Regions from separate parts of the Anser cygnoides genome. Here region 1 is linked to region 2. The links are chromatin contacts, called in public Hi-C maps. All regions are on one chromosome and are shown on one strand. The core of a region is the stretch at or near the end of the contact, and the rest is flanking DNA. Distances in the headings are between cores, read along the strand shown.

What was found. Hi-C and Micro-C count contacts between places; a contact is called where the count stands out from the background.
Region 1: a Hi-C map of liver shows a contact between it and region 2, with 5 times the contacts expected there. The contact joins the enhancer-like site here to the promoter of IL13RA2 in region 2. A contact is called at or near these places in 2 of 7 Hi-C or Micro-C datasets (both in liver).

The regions. Positions count from the first base shown.
Region 1 is chr13:12,701,384-12,704,781 of Taihu_goose_T2T_genome, reverse strand. All of the region lies in intron 2 of PLS3 (plastin 3), which reads right to left. Among named protein-coding and RNA genes, the nearest start is that of PLS3, 12 kb to the right of the region's middle. Within about 2 kb of position 2,026, at least 2 of the 3 cell types and tissues checked have open chromatin away from gene starts, as enhancers often do. A contact at or near this core is called in liver, where this site is marked.
Region 2 is chr13:12,571,119-12,574,320 of Taihu_goose_T2T_genome, reverse strand. IL13RA2 (interleukin 13 receptor subunit alpha 2) reads left to right here and starts at 1,497. Exons shown (of 11, transcript XM_067005378.1): 1 at 1,497-1,721; 2 at 1,992-2,051.

The sequences.
Region 1 (3,398 bases), core at 777-3,276, 130 kb before region 2:
TCGGTCCCACAGGCCTGAGCAGGGGCACCTTCCCATCCTTTCTGCAACACCTTCTTTGAGCCAGAGCAGAGGCAAGAGAAAGGAACCTGGAGCGGAGAATCTTTTTAAGCCAGTGTTGCACCTCCACCTGACCCACCACAAAGCGCGCCTTGCACCTGTCACGGGTTGTAATAAATGGGCTCCAATGAGAAGTTTTTTTCTTTGGGTGATTACAATGGCATGAGATGAAGGCTGCTGAGGACTGAAGCATGCAGAGAGGAGGAGACCTGGACGCAGCAGAACTACAGCCAAGCAGGGCAGGCATCAGTGCGTGCTGCCATCCACTGGCCACCATGCCCACCCCCTCCTCAGTCCCAGCTCGCTGTGGGGTCAGCACATGGAGGGACGGGACGAGCAGAGAGGGACCAGCCCCGCACTGTGCCCCAGCTCAGCCACACCATGGACCAAGCCGCTGCAGAAAGGAAAAGGACACGGAGGCAAGTGGTCTGCCAGGAGGGTCCTGCAGGCACAAACATCTCTCAGTTGAAATGCCAGGGCTGCCCATCCTTTATGTGGCTCAGACATTCCTCTGCTCACCTAAAGAGGGTCCTGAAGAATATCCACAGTAAGTCACTATTCAAAAAAACAATGTTTTACACTGGAATCACACTGTTACAGAACACACACAACTGCCCAAACAGAGGGTTTCTAAACAGAAGAGCTGTTCTGATCCCTTTTCTGACAACGCCCAATTTAGTCACATTTACAATTGAGACATACGAAGTGTCCACATGAAGTTTATTCCATGAGGATACAATCCGAGTCACTTCGCAAAATCTGCAATGTAATAGAAGTGTAGCTCTTTATACTGGGGTCTTCCGACATGCAGAAAAAAAGGAACTTTTAAAAAATACAAAGGAAAAGTTTTTTTTCTGCAGATGGAACCACAATATAAACTGCAGGAGTACAGATTTGTTCACAAGAAGTTAACGCAAGTCTGACATAAGCCTTGCTACCTCCCATCAGTAATGAACATTGCACAGTCTGAGTGGCAGCAGCGTCTCTGTAAACTTTCCAGCTACTCAGACCAGGCTTTTCCAAAGAGAGTACCCACTTATCTAACACTCATTTTGATTTGAGAAGCCTACAGCAAACGAGCCATCTCTAATGCCAAGCAGAACCAGCAGCTTGTCTACAGAAACAGCTCATTAGGCTACTAAGCAGAAAGTAAATTGGTATAATCTTCAAAATAAGATTACAACAGCAAAAAGGATGTGGCTCTCAAAATAAATCTGTGGACTGTAGCAAGCCTGGCAATTACGCAGAACCAGAGGTCAGGAACTGCGTAACATCTTCCACCTATACGTGAGATGAGGTTACACCACTTTGGTCACAGCCTGCTCGGACCAGTAAGCAGAATTTTGGTCAGCTGTTGACCACTGTCCAGACCAGCCTGCTGCAGAACGATCCTGGCTAGCAGTGGGGCTGTGGGAGACAGCCACCGGGTGGCTCTTCAGTCCCACACAACTCATCTGCGGGTCACCTACCACCATTAAAAAGGTTTCACCACTGGGGAGTCAGGGCAGTGGTGGTGCAGTCACAGATCAGTCTGGGAAGCAGTCACACGCCCAGCCCAGCCCACCAGGACCTTTAAGGAGACACTGGTATCTCACCCAGGCATCCTGCCAGGTGCTGGAGGTAGCCAAGAGCCATGAGACTTGAAGATTTTGGCACATGGCTCATTCTGTTGTGCAAGTGGGCCTATGAATTCAGCTGCGCTGGACAAGTCCAGAACCTCATCTCAAGGGACCTTGAAGCTTTTCCTGGTATTTAGCTTGAGGCTAGATTTGTTGGCTTCCCCTAGAACTGTTCCTTTTATCTCAGACCTCACAGAAAATTTTCTGTAGGATGGATCTGCTGGACAGGCCAACTCCAGCAGCTCCTACAGCCATTGCACTCTGTTCAGACGTGTAGAAAGTTGAGTGTGCTAGATTGCCACTCACACATACAGTGCAAGTTGTCACTCATAGCCTTCAGGTCCCTAGACTGCTATCTTCACCATACAGCTCGTTATGCTGTTAATTAGTAAGCTGCCTCATGTTTTCCAGCCCACAAAAAAAAAGCTACTGGTAGCAGGCTGACCTCTGTCCTGTGAAGCTGTTCTTTGCTTTGACCGCAGGTTTCTTACACTCTGAAGTCTACTACTACCGCTGCTGCTGAGTTTAATATTTTATGAATTACAGTGGAAAAAACCCTCATCTTTCCAAGTTAAAAAAATCTACAGATCTCCCACAAAGCCAAGTCTAAGCAAGGCGTGCTATTTGACAGAAGGCACGAAGCAACTGTGCAGCTCAGGCAGGACGTGTGAGCAGTAACACCACAAGGTACAGCAGATTAGACCAAAGAGATCCAAATGCTAATCCAGAATATTATCTGCGAAAGCGACCGACACGTGAAACAGCAACGCACAGCTAAGTGCCAAGTTGTTTTCAACCCAACGCACAAAGCCTTAATCGCTATCATGAATTATTGACCAGTGCCAGTCATAAAGACTCTTACATAACAGGGGGTTTCAAGGCCATTAGTACAGGGTTGAATCTCACTCCATTTCATGGCTTTCCAAGAACTTTTAATATAGACTTTCAGAAGGCAGGGAGCAAAGAGACTAAAACTATCCTATATAATCCATAAGAAGGTTATATATCCCTTGGGGGAGGGAGGCAAAAAATGCTGTGCCACTAGCGACGGCTCTAAACAGGGGCAAAGTAGGCTGGGTGCTGCTGTAACCACCCACCCCGGAAAGCTACATAACTCCCAAGAGCTTCTTAGCCGGGCAGAGGCAATGTAAGTTTTTCAGTTTTTCAGCAAGTAGTCTGACTACGCTGCCTTTGCTAGAGCATTTGGTTTATATTAAACAGTGGCAAGAGACCAGCTGGAAATTAGCTCCACGAGAATGTTACAAAGGGGTAGGCAGCAGCAGGGCAGAGGCAGGATTGCACTGGAACCTCCCGTCCATGTCCCCGAAGAAAGCTTAGTCCCAGTCTTGGCCAAACAGAGCAGAAAGGAACAGGCTAAAGTTTAGGTCAGACAGACATTTGGGACACTTACACAAAATACTTGCAGTTTTCAGAAGGCCCAGTTTCCCCTTTCTCCTCTGTGGAAAGGTGAGTTTTACCTAAACAAAGACTCAAGCTTGGTCATTACTTCTAGTAGCACACGAAGACTGGAATACATTTGTAGCTGTATTTCCATTTGTTCTCTACTGACCTCCTTCAAAGCGTTGCTATCACAGAAAAAAAATCTTAAAGACAGGGCAAACCTCCTCCCTTGCCTGTCTGCACAATTCCAATTGTAACAGGATAACTATTTTAGGAAATGGGTAAGGTGTGTGTGTAAAGTCCTCAATCTGTTTTTGGAGG
Region 2 (3,202 bases), core at 248-2,747:
CCTTGACTTTCAGTTACAGAAATCCTTGGAGGAGGTAGCTTGTTGGGTGAGGAGCTCTGCTTGCTCAGCAGATGCTGAGTGGAAAACCAGGCATTTCTTTTGCTTTTAGGCTTTTGCAGTAATGTCTCTGTGAGGACTGAGCCAATAAATCACTGTTTATAGCTCTTCAGTAGTGTCTCAATTCATCTTTGCACTGGACTGCTAGCCGTGCATGCTCCATGACATCAGATTTTGGCTCTGGCAGCATAGCATGCCTTTATCCATGACAAATTGAACAGTGTTGATTTTTAATCAAAAATGATGTACTATCTTACCTTTTTACCCCAAGCAAAAAGGCTGTGGTCAGTGCAAATGCTGTTCTGTGAGCTTCTCCAAAGGGCAAACCTAGCAAAGCTGCAACTGGAAAGGATCATGAGGACACTCGTGTGGGAAGGGACCAGCTGCAGCTGTGGCTTTGTAAAGCCACTGTGCTTTTGTAGATCTTCAAGTAGTGTTACCCTCAGGTCCAGTCACACAGATCCACTTCTTTGTCAGTATTAATTTGTCAGTTGTAAAATTTGTAAGTAGTAAATCATTGCTAAATGATCTGGCAAAAACTTTTGTCTCCCACATTCCATGGTCACCTCTGGCCAGAATCAGTCTCTCTCATTAACCAGGTGGAAGGAGACAGTTACTGCTCCTCTCCTTTTCTCTTCAGGGTTATCTAATGCATGCATGCCCCTGGGCACGTACAGGGATTTCAAAACTTCCACAAGAGGCTGATTTGCTCTTTTCCCCAACTCAAATGCCCTGTTGCTGAACCAACCTGTGTAAGAACATCCCCAAATCAAATAATACTGTTGAAATTTAACTCTTCCTGATTTCACTGTCCAATAACTGGAAAGTGCCAGTGCATGCTCGGGAAGACCAACCAGGTGTACCTGTAGCTCAGTGGGGAGCTCTCCTACTAGCATTTCCTCATTTAAAGCTGTAATTTATAGCTGAACTGCCAGCATCTTCTCCCAGGATATGAAGTCCGACTTCTCAGATAGTGCATCGGCTCCATCCCACCAGTGTCACTTTTGCCTGTAACTGCTTGGGGCAGGTTTTTTTCCTCTGTTGCATTTACGAGAGCAGCAGCCATCGGATCAGGACCTCAGTCAAAACACAGTTTATGGGAAATAGCAACAGAGAGAAGTTATTCTTTGGTGAGGAGGAGCCTCACACAATTTGAAAGGCCCCAGGGGAAGCAAAATACAAAATTTCCCATTGAATAAAAAGTTAAAACGTTTTAATTTCATGCCTTTTTTTTTTTCCTTTCTTTCTTGTTCCCACAAATGAAGTGGATCAGCTGTCATCTGCCTGTGGAGACTTGCCCACCCATTCCTGGGATGATGAGTCCTAGTTCAGGAAGTGCGGAGCTCCAGCAGTCCTCACGTTGCAGGTTACGGGAGCTGGGAGATCTGCAACCTCTGAGACTAGCTGGGGTTTTCAAGGCTTTTCCCAGAGAGCCCCCAGCCCTGACCTTGGACGAGGGTGCCTGTGGCGTTTGCCCGTGATGCTGCCCCCACCCCAGGATCACTGCATTGCCAGCAGCCTCGCCGCAAGCTGGCTGGCAGCCAAGCAGGAGTCCGCCAGAAGTTAGCTGGAACCAGTGGATTTCCACAAAACACTTCAGTTTGCATAAATCAGGGTTCTCTGATCAAAATACATCTGGTGACAGGAAAATCCCTCAAATGCTGGTGTGGGACTGTTTACTATATCCCACGTGCACAATGTGCTTACTCTGCTATCTGGGAGGGGATATTGAGCCAGACGTCTGCCGTGAGCAGTGAGCAGTTGTCGTCTTCCCTATTTCTTCATGTGTATCCTATACACTAAACTGTTCCAGGCTGGCTGTTCAGATGCAGCTGCTTGAAACTTGTTCTCTAGAAACAGGAATATATGCAGGACTTTTTATTCAATTTTGCTGTTCCAGGTTTTTTTGTTGTTGTTTTTTTTTTTTTTTACAGCTAGTGAATATTTTCATCTTGCGCATTACCTGGCTCAAAGGAAAGTCCAGAACTGTTACGGTAAGCTGTAACTATGTGATCAGCATTAAATCCCAGCAGCTCATTCTCTGCTGCATTTAGACAAATGGGAGTGGGAGAATTTGTCTGCTTTATGTTGTAATTATATTCTGTTGTGTATTTTTGAAACTCGGCATACCTTTGCAGGTGTAATACAGAATATTGATTTGTGCTTACTAGCATTTCTATATGAATTTGAAAGAGCTTTCCAGTACTTCTTTCTTTTTTAATGGTAATGATGTTTGTGTTCTTGAAATAACTTTGGCTGCTCAGAGAGTTGAAGGTGATGATTGAATTGCAGGTTTACAGACAGACATAATTACACTTTTTTTTTTTTTTTGTATTTACTCTACTGTTGCTACAATTGATACCTGTTCCATACACTGCAAGCCACATTCTAGCTGTTTTGAAATCCTTTCTGTGTGTGGTCACTCCTAACATAAATGTAAATGTATAAATCCCATATTTTTCCTTTTATGGAAATATTTAAATAGTTTTTAATATAACAAACAGTATCTAGGCTTGTCTTAAATCAGCATGGACTCATTAATAAAAATGTGAGCAGATATTGCTGCAGTCTAAGCGTTCCTGGCCAAGCAGTTTCTCTGTTTTACTGCTTGCTCTTTCAGTGGGGGGAAGGGAGGTGAAATTCAAATTATTTGCATCTGCAGAGGAAAAATCAATTCAGCATTTTTTGATTTGATTTTATTTTTTAACTTAAAGAACTTCATTTTGGTTTGTTCGTCATTGGACCAAACATTGTACCATTGATAAAAGCATCCAGCAACGCACCTTTCAACACCTGTGAGATCTTTATGTAAGAGACACAGAGGCTGGGGCTGGGGCTGTTTGCATTGGTCATCCTGAGCCACTGTATGGGACATGCAAGGCACAGGAGAACGGCCCGGCACTGCTGGCCACTCCAAAGGCACCCTGTGCTGTAGGAAAACCATCTCCCTCAAGGGTAAATACTGTTTCATATCCAGGATTGCAGCTCAGAGATCAAAGGCTGGTCCATGATAATGATCTAGAGACTTTGCCCTTTCTCCAGTGTTTGCCAGCTGGCCTGCCAGGCACAGAGACTTCATGCAATGTCAGCTCATCCTGCTGACCCCGGTTGCCAGATCCCACTCATGGGGAGGCAAAAATGAAGC